2 separate regions of the Rattus norvegicus genome follow, and region 2 is linked to region 1. Evidence: chromatin contacts called from public Hi-C data. All regions are on one chromosome and are shown on one strand. Each heading gives the region's core, a stretch centred on a gene start, on an enhancer-like site or on the middle of the called end of the contact. The rest is flanking DNA. Distances are from core to core; before and after follow the strand shown. Region 1 holds the start of LOC102554942 (a long non-coding RNA gene). Region 2 has its middle 86 kb from the start of Prr20e.

What was found. A called contact is a pair of places that touch in the nucleus more often than the background predicts.
Region 2: a Hi-C map of frontal cortex shows a contact between it and region 1, with 2.2 times the contacts expected there. The contact joins two enhancer-like sites. A contact is called at or near these places in 3 of 12 Hi-C or Micro-C datasets (the A7r5 cell line, Schwann cells and frontal cortex).

Annotation. Positions count from the first base shown.
Region 1 is chr4:122,957,304-122,964,315 of GRCr8, forward strand. LOC102554942 (a long non-coding RNA gene) reads left to right here and starts at 1,658. Exons shown (of 2, transcript XR_001837633.3): 1 at 1,658-3,560. Within about 2 kb of position 5,233, at least 10 of the 93 cell types and tissues checked have an H3K27ac peak or open chromatin away from gene starts, as enhancers often do.
Region 2 is chr4:123,206,575-123,213,716 of GRCr8, forward strand. No RefSeq gene overlaps it. Among named protein-coding and RNA genes, the nearest start is that of Prr20e, 86 kb to the left of the region's middle. Within about 2 kb of position 5,182, at least 21 of the 93 cell types and tissues checked have an H3K27ac peak or open chromatin away from gene starts, as enhancers often do.

The DNA of each region.
Region 1 (7,012 bases), core at 3,983-6,482:
GCTGTCCCCTGAGGGAGGGGAGGATCTCCGGGTCCCAGGGACCAAGGAAGCACAGGGCTGATGCAGAATCCCAAGTCTTTCACTAAGCATTTGTCTCCCTTATCTTCAACCCTGTTTCCTGAGCAGGACAACTCTTAAGCCACTTGCTCATTTTGTTAGGGTTAGTTTAATTAAATCCAGAGATGATAATCCACAAATCCACTTATGGGCCACGTGAAGGAGGGTGAGCCTGCGAGAGGCCAGCTTGATTCTGTCACGTGTCCCTGTGAAGGGACAGGGCTTCCTGATGAGGGGGTTTGACTTTTGTATGCTCTCGTGTGCCCGTTTGTTTTTCTTTGGGGGAGACACACAATGGGAGTCCTAATATTTTGTTCTCACGCCCTGTGGTAGGTGTAACATTTCTAGCGCATTCTTGTGGTGCACTAGTCATGGCTGGACCTGCATGGAGAGTTGAGAGTCTTGAGCCACCGTGTGCTGTCACACCTGACCAGGTGAAGGTGTCTTGCATATGCTGGGTACTGGTTTGCCTTGGAAGCCTGGTCTGATTACCCAACTATGTCAGTCCCTAACTGGTCCATGGCTCCCACTGTTAGCATTCTGTCTAAGCTCCACTCCCACAGTTACCTGGCAACAGCCAGCCATGCCTGACACTATAAAAGGGGCTGCTTGCCCCCTCCTCACCCTCTTGCTCTCTTGCCCTTGCTCTCTTGCTCTTACCCTCTTTCCCCTTGTCCCTTCTCTCCCCATTCCCCTCCCCCCTTCTCTCCACGTGCTCATGGCCGGCCTCTACTCCTCTACTCTTCTATTTCTCTACTACTCTTTCTCTTTCTCTGCCCTACTACCCTCTTAACCCCACTCCCCATGTCCTGAATAAACTCTATTCTGTACTATACCGTCCTGTGGCTGGTCCCTCAGCGGGAAGGGATGTCTCAGCATGGGCCCGCTGAGGCACCCCCTTCCCCCAGACCCCCAGAGAACATATCCCCCTTCTCTTTATCCTTTAATAACACAACACCCACCCTCCCCATGTTCCTACAGAACACTAACCACAGTTTATGTCAAAGGGCAGGAGCTGCAGCCTCAGAGAGAGAGAATGGGTCTTAGCTTTATGGTGCCCAGCATGGTGTGTCAGCAGACACCAGTATGCTCACTTAAGGAGAGGACCAAAGTTTGGGTTTATTCCTGGAATGGAAGACACCCCACCATGCTTAGCGTATTGCACATCTAGGTTGTGTCTTCTGCATCCAGGTTTCCCTTCTAGACCTGCCTCCCTGAGAATTCATGGCACTCCCTGGTTACCAGCCTTCGCGGGCACTGAGTTCCCTGCTGGCCATCGTGTCCCTGTGCAGCAGCCGCTGTGGATCCCTGTGATCTTCCTTCACTGTGACTGGATTTAGATCACCATGGGAACACACTTCTGAGCAGTCTGTGAGGTATTCCTAGCGGTCAGCTGAGGAGGGAAAACCCGCCCTGAGTGTGAACGGCACTGTTCCTGTTTGCCCAGGGTCCACATAAAAGGAGACCATGAGCTGAGCACCAGAATCATCTCTCTCTGCTTCCTGGCTGTGGACACACTGTGAGCAGCTGTCTCATGTTCCTGCTGCCAGGGTTTCTCACCATGATGGGCTGCACCCTCAGACTGTGAGTCACAATAAACCCTTCCTTAACCTGTTACCTGTCAGATGCTTGTTCAAGGCAAGGAGAAAAGCACCTAACTCGCACCTAACTCACATCTCTACTCCCTTAGCTCTTGCCTTCTACTCTTGGCAGCCTCTGGATGATCCCCATCACTACCGCAGCCTCCCCTTATCAAATGCACCCAGGTCAGGGTCTCTTGGGATACAATGTGCCTGTCTGTCACCTCTTTAAAAGTCCCAGAGTCACTTCCTGAGTATAGCGGTACATGCCTTTAATCTCAGCATTTGAGAGATAGGTAGGCAGATCTCTGTTAGTATGAGGCTAGCCTGGTCTACATAGGGAAGGGGGCATATTCAGTGTCCCCAGCAAGGGAGATAAAGAGATACACAAAGCCTAGTTGAGCTCTGGACTGAAGATGGCCTCTAGTCTAATAGATGATGTGGGAGGTAGGGAAGGATGGGGCAGGGAGCATTCTTAGGGAGAGGATGTGGTTCTCCTTGGGTGTCCCATTGTCCCTGCCCTGGGTGGGGGGTCCTTTTGATCTCTAGTACAGCCTGGCGAGGCCCCTCCCTTCTCTGCAGAGTAGCAGGCATCTGGGGTGCACCTGTGCCCGTGTTTGTGTGGATCCAAGCCTCCTGTCTTCCTGCTGTGCCTGTCTGGGTAGTGAGGGGTGTTTATATACAGAAGCCTTGGATTGTTTGGGTGTGCTCTGGTGGTGGAGTGTGCTGTAGGGGCCCAGTGCCTGCGACTACCATTGTCTGCTTCTGCCTGCCACTGGGCCTATGGGTCTGGGTGCCCAGCTGTCTGCAGGGCTGTGGAAGTGTGGGAGGGGAGGCACTCAAGCCCACCAGCCCCTGCCCTTCTCCTTACTCTGCCTGCCAGACTGAGTTCTCATCACCTAGCAACTGGGGACTCTAGTCAGTGGCAGCCTCTCAGACAAAAAAAAAAAAAAAAAGGTGGTTTCTTGAGGGGAGAGCTTGGAGCTTGGAGGGGGAGGGGAACATGGAGAGGTGGAGGAGGGGCATTGTGGAAATCCCATTTCAGCTCAGCAGACCCCTCATCTGTCTGCTGCTCAGTCTTCTGTGTAAACCCTTCCTCATTTGGGCTTCCCAGGTGGGCAGACGGTAGCTGAGGTCCCAAGTCCTCAGGCGTGCTTACTTCCCACAGAAGCTGCTCCCACCAACTGAGGAGCCCCTGTGGGCTTCCATGAACCTTATTTGGCTGGGGTGAAGACAAGATGGCAGCATGGGTGTGAACCACTGGGTGTCATCTGGTTGGCCTTAGAGTATAAGGCCTTAGACCCTCAGATCCAGGTCGGCTTTGGAGCACATTCAGAAGAGGGCAGACCCGCAGGGTGTGGAGGTTTTTGCTTTATTTCTCCCTCCAGGATTAGGACTGCCTTCCCTGGAAGCCAGCACCAAGCAGAAGAGGGTCAGTGCTCTCAGGAGCGGGAAAGGGACAATGCAAGGGCCTCCTCATGGTTCTTCATTCATTGCCCATTACTTTCCTCTGGAACTCAAGTCTCCTCTCCGATATTTTCCTGTTCCCATGGCGATCCAAACCAACAAACGGTCTAGCCTCGGGTCTATTCTGGCTGCCCCAGGAACGCCCCCTCCTGCCCGGTGCGCCTTGTGACTACCTTGCTTGGTTGGTGGTACTTATTCCTCTCTGAGCGATCCTACCGCTCAGTGGCTTCGTAGTTCTCCACCCCACCAGCAGAACAGCCCCGGGATCTAAGAATAACCAGACTCATTTAGCACTTACTGCGTGCCAAGCTCCGTGCTGAGTCCTTGGAGTGTTTCAGCTCACTCTGCACTGGAGCAAGCAGACAGCAAGGAGGAAGCAGCGACTCCATTTTACACTGGAGGCGGAAGGGCTGAGTGCCAGGCCCATGGCTGCAGAGGATGCCTGACCCCTCGTGTGTAAGAGTGGCCCTGAAAAATTTCTAGAAAGAATGGAAGGGCACTAGTCAGTACTAGTCAGAAGGGGTTTGGCTCCTTCCTGCCCACAGCCTTGCTGAAGCTTTCACGGTTTGTCGCCGGTGGGATACCCCGCCCCTGCCAGCAGGGCGGCAGCTGAGGTTTGACTTTAAGGCTGCCTGGGCTTACAGTTTCTCTTGCTCTCTGTGACTGGTCTCACCCTGGAGACAGCCTGCACTTGCGAACCCACAGAAAACAAGTGCTTGTTCTCCACCTTTTGTCAGCTCCGTGCTGATGTCTGTCAGGACAAAGAAATTTGAGTCAGCCCCAAGCTCAGGCCTGTGTGAAGCTAGGGGAGTCAGTGTGCCGCCGCCCCCGCCGCCGCCGCCGTCCAGTGTCTTGACAGTTTATCCTCACAGGCCTGACGTATAGTGAGACAGAGTCAAGTCTTTGTTCCAGTCAGCCTCCGACTGGTGGTGAAGCCCCCGTGGCAGGACCCTCGGGAGTCTGTTTACCACACCTAGAGAGATTGCTCCACGGTTGTTTTTTAATGCGAACTTTGGCTTTGTCAGAACGGAATCAATTGTCCCGGCTGGACCTTTTCCCAAGGGAACGAGTTCCTGATACTCTGAGTGAGCCCCACACCACAGGCCTCCCCGGGGAAGCCAAGCACCCAGTATCTGCCTCTGAGGTTCAGTGTTGGGATGGATGCTGGGGTTGGGGAGGGTAGTACAGAGGACCGCAGTGCTACAAGCGGCTTTCCTGGGGTTGGAGGCTGTGAGGAGGAAGAGGGGGCGGGGCGGCACATTTGATCCAGACTGACAGGGTAATGCCTCTAATCTGGCCAGGATGCCCACAGACCTAGCCATCAACTCAGGGTATCCCTTCCTAGTTTTTCAGCAAGTTTTTCCTGCAGAGCAGACAGCCACGGGGGAGCCTCGGTGTTGGTTGATATAGGATGGGGGTGGGGGATGGGAAATCTTTCCCTTGGTGCAGGCACCCAGGGAGGCTCCTGTAGGGCCTTCCTCTATTGGCACCTGTGCGCTTCCCGCTCCCAACTGCTTTCCGGGAGGCACTTTTTAAACACTTCCCGGGTACCTATACTTTAGTAGTGGGGTTGGCTTCTAGGATATCCTCCTAGAGCCAGTAATGAGGGCGAGAGACAGCATTCTGGGGGGAAGTGGCAGCCAGCAAAGTGGAACCAGGAGCCACCTGAGAACCCAGGGGTGGAGCTGTCGGTTGAGCTCACTCTGCCAGGGCCTGGGCAGAGCTTGGTGGGAAATGGTAACATGGAGCTTGAGGGTCCAGCAAGGGGACGAGTAGTATGAATCTAGCACTTAACCCATTTTCCCTTGTCCAGTCTGCAAACACAGCCTTTCTATCCTTAGGATGCTGAAGGCTGATACCTGTTGTGTATCTGCGTGGGGGCTGATTAGAAGAAACACGCCTGTAGCCAGTTTCCAGGGGACGAGAGCTTGCAGAGTGGAACTGCCCGCAAGAGGTTATTTAGGGAGGAGATTTGGGGTGTGGAGGTGAGCAGCAGAATGCCAGCGACTCCCCCACAACCCCCGAGTTCCTGCAGATCTGTCCATAATTCTAGGCCTGTGAGCCCCACACCAACCAGTTGTTGAATGGGGCAGGTTCCTTCTGATGCCTCCTCCTCCCTGAGAGGAATGTGAACCAGCAGGGTGGCTCTCCCCAAGTCCCCAGTGGCAGCCATCAACACTCCCATCCCCTTCAGCAGGATCAGCTGATCTGGGCCCCAAAGCAGGAGTCAGGGATGTATACAGTGTGCCCTACAGCACAGCATCCTTGAGGCAACATGCCCTGCTGATTCAAAATGGAGACTCTAATTTAGTTTTCTCTCTAAATCTCACTTGTTTTCTACCAATGCTTACTGTAGACAAGGGGTGTAGGGTGCTCTGGCAAGGGAACAGAAGGGTCCCTCAGCCCAGTATACTCGGGGACAACTTGAGGCACCGTCCTCATTGCCCCTGTACCCTTATCCACACAGAACTGCAGCAGTGTCTTATGGGCGCCCAGACTGGGAACAGTTACTCTTGGTTCCTTCTGCCCATAACCTTCCCCCTGCCTGTTCCAGGCTCTCTGATTTCTGGCTCAGATGTTCCCCTCTTATCCCTGGCTACACCTTGTCCTTTGCGATCTGTCCTACCAGTATCATGCTGCCCAGGGAGCATCTGAGATGATATCACGGGGCAGCATGTGGGTGAGGGCGGGCACTTGTCTTCCCTGCACACCCTGTCATCCTAGCACCTTGCCCAGTGCCTGGTTCAAGGGAGGCGTTGGGAGAATGTGAGGTCATGGATGAACTAAAAAAAGATATGAGAATATCCCTAACCTCAGGCAGGAAGCACTCAGAACTCAGTCAGGCCTGCCAAAGATAGTCTGAGTTGTGGCTATTTGAGGAGTGGTGACATCCTTCCTTCAGCCTCTCCAGGAAGGAGGAACAAAGCATACTAGGGGCAGCTCAGAGTGTTTGGGAGCAAGCGCAGGGAAGTCATGGTTGGCATCGTCTGAGGTCAACTTGCTTTGCCTGTCGAAGCCGTCTCCCCACAGGTGTCTACGTTCTCTCTCCTCTTCACAAGGACACCAGCCAGTGGCTTGGGACCACCCTCAAGAATCATTTTCACTTCGTGTTCTCCTTAAAGGCTATCTCTAAGTGAGGTGTGTGTGTGTGTGTGTGTGTGTGTGTGTGTGTGTGTGTGCGCACGTGCACGTAATTCGTTGTGTGGATTTTGGGGTACAATTCATCTGTAAAACGAGGGACAGGTTGTCTCCAAGAGAACTGACACTTCCCGCTCAGTGTTTTTGAGAATCATGGCAATTACAACTCAAAGGCATGCTTTTAAAGAACTGGTGTGTGTTTTGAATGTTACTCTAACAAGCCGGTTCTTTTAAACACACTTCACACGAATAACGCACCGTGACTGTGCCAATCACAAGATAATCCCGATTTTACTCACAAAGTGTTCATTTAGCGCCTTGAGGACTCTCGGATCTGGCCGAGGGACATGACTTTTAAGTTTTGGGACGAGTAGCTTCATCTCTCATCTTATCGTGCATCTCCATGTTCAGGATGGAATAGTCTAAGCCTCTGACTCCTCAGGCTGGGCGCTGCGGGTACGCGGCTGCAGAACCCCTTGTTTCCTCCCCATAGCCCTCAAAGCCTTGCATGGTGGGCGGGGAGCCAGGCCCTGCTTGGGTAGCATCACCATGGCAACCTCTCCCTGCTAGCTCCTTGTGGAGACCCGGGCATCTGTGGCCATGGAGACTGGTCCCCTCCACTGGCACATCTGCATAGCAACCAGAGAGGGTACGGATTGCAGCTGGGCCCCCGCTTCAGGAAGGCAGGTACTTCTCAGCGCTCTGTAGGCCATTATGGAGAGGAGAGGAGGGCCCCCTCCACAGGGAGATGGACAAAGAACTCTGACAAA
Region 2 (7,142 bases), core at 3,932-6,431, 250 kb after region 1:
CATCCTGATGTAATGAACTCTAACACAATGTACCCAGTTTTTCTTTGTGCTTTATGGAGATTTTATTTTCAATATGCTCCACATATTGATTCAACTTGAAAACTCTTTCACGCATTCTAGAGGTTCCCAGCCATATTATTGGACAATATGACAGACACTGGCTCTTTCTGTCTGTCCTTTGTCATTCCTGGAAACCTTGTGAGGAGGGATGAAAAGCCCAGTGTCTCTGCTGTTTTTCCTCATTCTCTCGCTCCAGATTTTGATTCTTCTGTGCTGCATGGCTCTGCAATGTGCCGAGCTACTATGGAACGTAGCCCCGTGGGTTCTTTCTCATACCCCTGTGCTCGTCATGGATGCAGTTTCTGGTCTTTATATTTCCAAGCACATTAGACGCACACACAGAGACACACAGGGTGTGTGGGAGTGGGAAAGGTAATGATAGAGACCATAGAATATTCATAAGTACTCTTTCTCAGGCAGGGGGATGGCTTTAGCATCTCTACACATTTGCTGGCCCTAGATGTACTTGGTGACCTGCTCACTCACCACCCTCTGGACAGAGATTTTCTCTGCCATGTGATCCCATATACTGTGTGCCCATGGTCTTGGGTCACCCAGTAATCCTCTTCTTATTCAGGTGAAACATCTACTTCTGTCAAATTGTTGACTGTTTAGATTTTTATATGTATTTAGTCCAGAAAGGGACAGGCTGAAGCTTAGATTTAGCCCAAGAAAGGAGTTTTAGCATACTTTCTCTAAAGAAACCTAATTGGTAGGAGAGAGAGAGATGAACTAATAGTTAACTAGGTAGACAGAGAGATGAAAACTCTCTAGGTAACTAGGTAGATGGATGATTGACTGACAGATGATAGATAAATAGAAAACTAGATAGATGATAGATGGATAGATAGATGGATAGATAGATGGATAAATGGATGGATGGATAGATAGATAGATAGATAGATAATTACTTTACTAATTACTGTGATCAAGTACTTGACAAAAGCAACTTAAAGAAGAGAGGGTTCACTTCGGTCCATAGTTTCACAGTTCTGAGTGCAGTCCATTACAGCAGAGAAGGCGTGGCCAGGAAGGGGGTGGAAGCAGCCACTCAGTGCATCCACAGTCGGGAAGCAGAGAGAGGTGAATGCTGTGCTCAGCTCATGGTCTCCTTTTATTCAGCCCAGGAGTTCAGCCCAGGACATGTCTCCCTACCTCCACCTAAGCTAGGAGACTCCTCAAGACTTTCCCAGAAGTTCATGTCCATGGTGATTGTAGATCTCATTGGGTTACAAACAAGATTGACTATACGGATAGATGTCAACGATGGGTGCTGAGGGTACCTGGAAGAGAATGGAGGACAAGAGACGCGAAGAAGGACACCAAGACAAGAGTCTGATCAAGGCGACAATTTTATTTTTCCCCAAGGCTGAATTTATATCATAACAGGGGTAACAGAGGGAGGGGGGAAGTAAGAAACATTTACGCAGGCCAAGGACACATATTCGTGTGGTCAGGGAATCGGCTGACGTTGACAGGATGTCATGAAGTTCACAGGTTTGTCATATCTATTAGTCAGCAGGATGTTGGTTTTTCAGAAAGGTTACAGGTCATCACATTGGGCGTCTTGACGTCAGGTGTATTTCTCAGCAAGGTCAGAACTTTATCAAATCATTATTCATCCTGACCACCAGATTTGTATTAGTCTTCTGCAGCCGGCTGGGGATTTTCCATGAACTCAGTCATACTTAATTCTAACCATAATAATAACATCAACAATGGAGGGCTTCAAGGGCATTGCTCCCAACAGATGGATAATTAGGTAGCCCAGTGGTTGGATAGAAGGATGTATATTCTAGAAACTGATTCACATAGAAGTACAGAAATCCACCTTCATTATGTACAATCCCACCAAGGATGGTCTGGATTCACCCTGAGATACTGTCGCCCTGAAGCGCTGACATAGGGACAGAAGATAGGCATTCCAGCCCAGAGTGTGAGGTACCTTTCCCTGTGTCCCCAGCTGGTGTGTGGTGCCGCTCAGTCACTGTTACAACATCAATGTCTTCCAGAAACTTCCCTCAGACACATGAAACATGACGCCTCACCAGATACTTGGACATCACTTAGCCCAGCCTAGCTGCCGTCTAACCTCACACATCACAAGGCCACTCTTGTATGCAGAGTCCCCTGTCTTGGGCTAAGACTCTCCTCTGTTTTAAGTTTCTGTTTCATTTACATTTTCATTTTTAGTTCTATTTATTTCACTTTATGTGAATGAGTGTTTTGCCTGCATGTATGCATGTATGTGCATCATGTTCATGCCTGGTGCCCAGAGAGGCCAGAAGAGGGTGTTAGGGACTGGAGTTACAGACCGTTGTGAGCTGCCATATGGGTCCGGGTCCTCTGGAAGAGCAGAGAGCTCTTAATTGCTGACACATCTTTCTAGTCCATTATTTAGGGTTTTCTACTTAGCTGTTTTGGGTAGAGCCGTGCAGACAGTGTGCCTTGCCAGGTGCCCATCCCAAGAAGGCCGTCATCCGCAATATATCCGCTCAGCGAATCCTGAAGGAGGACAAGTTCCCCTGGAAAGGTGATGGGCAACCTGTCTCTGTGCTGCTTGTACTTTTAAAGAAGCTATTTCCTTGCATATATTTATCTTCCATTTAAACACCCACAGAAGCCTCTTGACTGTAATTAATTTTCTCTCTATTGAGGGGGATGTAAGCATGCCCAAATTAATTCGTGATGAATGTATCTGTTTACCACAGTGGTCCCTCCCATTTCAGCTTCTTACGTTAGCCAAAAGCAAAGACCCACAGAAGAAAAGTTGCTGAAGGCGGCCATCACTGAGAGCCCCTGTGGCTCTCCGTGCCACATTAATCTCCTGCGTGAATGTCAATGCATTGTCAATGTTGTCTTTTCTTCCTCTTAAAGGAAACTCAAGCCACACCAAAGCTTAGCACATGGAGTCCAAAGCAAGAGGAGCACATGCCCAGTCCACAGCAGGCCTCACTCCCAGTGTCTTAGAGTTCTACTGCTGTGAACAGACACCATGACCAAGGCAAGTCTTATAAAGGACAGCATTTAATTGGGGCTGGCTTCCAGGTTCAGAGGTTCAGCCCATTATCATCAAGGCAAGGGCCTGGCAGTATCCAGACAGGCATGGCATAGGAGGGGCTGAGAGTTCTACATCTTGTTCTGAAGGCACCCAGAAGCCTGACTTCAGGCAGCTAGGGTAAGGGTCTTAAAGGCCACGCCCACAGTGACACACCCACTGCAACAAGGCCACACCTTCTAACAGTGCCACTCCTTGGGCCAAGCATATGCAAACCATCACACCCAGCATCTGGACCATTGCCATATATTGGTGATAAGGTGCTGAGAGATCATTTGATCTTTATGAGTCCCACCCCACACTAATCTTGACAACGTGTGCCTACTGATCAGCTCTTGGACTTCATGCTGTGCATATAAGTCTCCACTCTAGAATTTCTCCCCAAGATCTCTTCACACATATGATTCTCCAGATCTTACAATCCAACATTTTGTCTCTCTAGACCTCCTGCAGGTTGGAAAGTTTAGAAAATTCACTGGTATTGGAGACAGGCTCTCATGTACAGCAAGGTCTGGGAGCAGGTTGGTTCTGCTTTCCCATGATGCTCTGTGAGTCATTCCTTCCCAGCGAAGGATCGTGACTATCATGTGACAAGAAGACCCTAAGCAGGAGGGGACTTTCAAAGATGTGCCTATCCCTGACTTGACAGAGCATGCCCAGATGGCAGAGGTGCTTTGAGCATGTCCCTTCATTCTGTCTCTACTTGTCCTTCTCAGAAGGACCTTGGGTTTCATGTGTCCTCTGTGGATCAAGCTGTGTGTGCTGCCCTCCAAGGTTACAACTGATTGCTGTTTTCCTCCTGCCCATCTTGGCTTCAGAGGCGCCACTGAAGACCCTGCTTGGATTCAACAAGAACCTGGGCGTCTTTTACAGATCACACCACTTGCTAGAACAGCGCAAGATGCCCCTGGGCTGTCTGAATCCTCCAGAACCTGCTAATCTCCTGAAAGAAGGAGGCCATGTTGGCACACCTTGGCACCAGAGTAGCATCTGGACTGGAACTGTTCAGGGATCACTGTGCCCAGTCACAATTCGCTTTTTCCTTAGGGCCAGTGGCTCTGGCTCTTCTGGGGAAGCCTGGAGATGCTTCAACAGATATTTTTGTTTATGTTTTCAAAGAGGGAACTGCATTCAGAGAATATATAGGATAAATAATAGCCCAGGTGGCACAAGCCACTGAGAGGCAGAGAAGAGAACCACTCCAGGGCATTGCTCCACAGAAGCTAGGTATCACCTGATGTGCAGGCTACTGCCACCCTACCTGTATGGATGCCACATGCCAAGGTCCCTTTGTACCCCCATTCCTCTCTACAACCCTCCACACTCTACTCCCTGCCCCCTCCACATCCTTTCCACATGCCCTCCATGTGCCTGCATCTGTCTTCCACCCACTTCTCTGTGAGTTCAGATGCTCCCCCATCCTTTGCTGTGCATGTGGAGAGACTGAGGCACGGCGAGGTGAAGGACTGGGCATAGGCGACCCAGCTCAGTAGCTTGAATCTAGGTGGCCTCCCACAGCCGGGTCCATCCACCCTATCCTCCTGCTTGACCTCTTTGGCCTTCAGAGGGATGGAGACAGTGCCTCCATCAGGCCTCTAGGCCTCCATCAGGGACACTGAGTCCTAGGCAGGCAGGAGAGTGTGGTTCCTCAGTGTCCTCCCAGACTATGGTTGTGTAATGCTGGCAGCAGAGGTCGCAGCCTTGGTGTCCAGCCCCTTTCCAGACACGGGTGTGTTTTATGACTTAATTAAACAGAGAGGAGCATAATTGACGTGCAGCCCGCTGGGCGCTGCCGCTTCCTGGCTCTTCCCCGGTGACTCAGATGCCGAGTGTGGGCTAATAGATTCGCAACGCTGATCGCTGCTCCAGACCCACTTAGCGAGGCTCTGGGAAGCTCTCACCGCCCTGGGATTGAATTGAATTGCTTTTCATTTCTAACCACGACCCATAAATCCCTCACACATCAGCCCCCGCAGAGAAGCCTCCAGGCTCAGGTCTCTCTGCCCGCCCCAGCAGTTAGCGGGGCGGCTGCCTCGTAGAAGAACCGCTCTGGCGCAGGGTCAGCTGCACGTTCACGGCCTGGACAGGCATCAGCATAAGGCCAGCCAGACTGGAAACTGAAGGACCGGCCCAGGGTTCTTGTAGCAGCCGTGGCCGATGCTTCCCTGGGTCACTTTGGACTGAGGTATCTTTCCCACGCGGGGGTTGGGGGGAGAGACAAAACAAAAACCAAAATTAAAGCAGTACCCACTCCATACCAGAGGGCAGAGAGACAACTGGGACTAAAGGTCTCGTGGATTCTGACAACCATTGGTGAAGTACCTCCAGCATGACGGACATGCCTTAGGGACCAGGACCTTGGTTGTGAGACCATAACAAGTTCCTGCCCACTTAGAGCTGGCACACCAAAGGAGAGAAGCAGACAAGCCAGGATAGCACCGGCAGGACAAAGAAAAGTCCGGCGCGTGCAAGCACAGGCTGTTTGATAGGGGAGGGGCCGAAGCCCAAAGGACCAGTGGGAGCCAGAAGGCCAGAGACAAGACACACAGGCTCAAGGCTCAGATCAGTGATGCTAGAAAGAGACCCCCGGGACCGGCCACGATCAGATGGAGATGCGTTGTGTGAGGAAGGAAGGGGTTTCTTTGTCACTCCGGAATGCTAACAGGAGCACACTGAGTATGCCCTTTTACAGAACCATCCAGAGAACTTCCTCATGCCTCACCCCAGCCCTGCCTGTCTCTCCACACCACTCACCGTCAACCTCACCCTCCTTGATCCATCCTTTCTCCAGGGCTTTGCTTTTCAGCAAAGCCATACCCGTCATGCCCCAGCTCTAAACTAGGACTAAGGAGAACCTTGTCGCCTCTTGCAAACGTCTCAGCAAGCAGGCATCGCACTTCAATTCTCTGTTGTATCTCCTGCAGAAAAACAGCACAAATTTCCCTCTTTGGTCCTCATGCCCTAGCTGCCATGCTTGTTGCAGCCCCAGAATCCTCTCTTTCCAGGCATCGTCCTGGGGTGACATCAGTGTGGCCAGTGGGGTCCACCCTAATGGGATCCAGCTCTGTGCTTTGGCATCTAGAGACCTGGGGCTCCAGGAGTGTGTCATGTCCACTCGAGGCCACAGCTGCCAGGCCCTGGACTGCATGGCTGACAAGTAGCTGGGACTCAAAGGACTCTGTGATGAGGAAAAGTCAGCTCTGAGGTGAGGCCCCAACATAGGCAGTTCTGGGTGTGGTCACTCCTGACTACCTGATGCTCCCTCCCAGAGTCTGCTTTGTCAGCACTGACATGTCACGTGGGCCCGGCTGGACAAGAGGCCCTGGTCTCACGCGTCTCTGGCTCAGCTCTGTGATGGCCACCTGTATCCCTCCACCTTTGCTACCTAAGGGAGATATCAGCCGGCTTCATCCTGCCCTGCGGTCAGCATAGCTGGCCGCACACTAGAGAGTCTCCTTGGCAGAGTGCCTGGCGCTCCTGCCTGTGGAAGGTGATCTCATCCCTAGGCAGTAACCATGGAAACAGGGCTATGAGCAGCTATAACTTGTGTGAAGATGAGGTCCCTCAGTGCCCTTCACCTGAGCTGCCTCTGACTCTCCACAGTCATGCAAGTTACCCTTTCTAGGGTCCTCGAAAAAGGTGACATGGGACCTCTCTTGGGGAGGTATCCTGACCCATCCCCAATACCTACCAATTTGCAGCCTCTGTTACCCACAAGGGGGTACTTTAACATTCTGAAGTGACTGTGTTTGTACATGTCAGCCCACTGACAAGACACACCTTGCTTGCTCCTCAGAGAAGGCCGGGGATTTTCCCGCAGCTCGTGGAAAATTTGAATTCAAGCCCTCGTCTCCCCTCTCCATCTCTCTAGGTCCAGGGCACTGTGGGGAAGGTAGCGAGAGACATCGTTGGCTCGAAAGGAGGTAAGAGAGGTACACCTGGTCAGGTATGGGGCACAGGCTGCTGCAGCTGTAACTAAGGCTGTGTGTGTTCACACAGAGAGACGAGGCTGGGGCAGACCCCG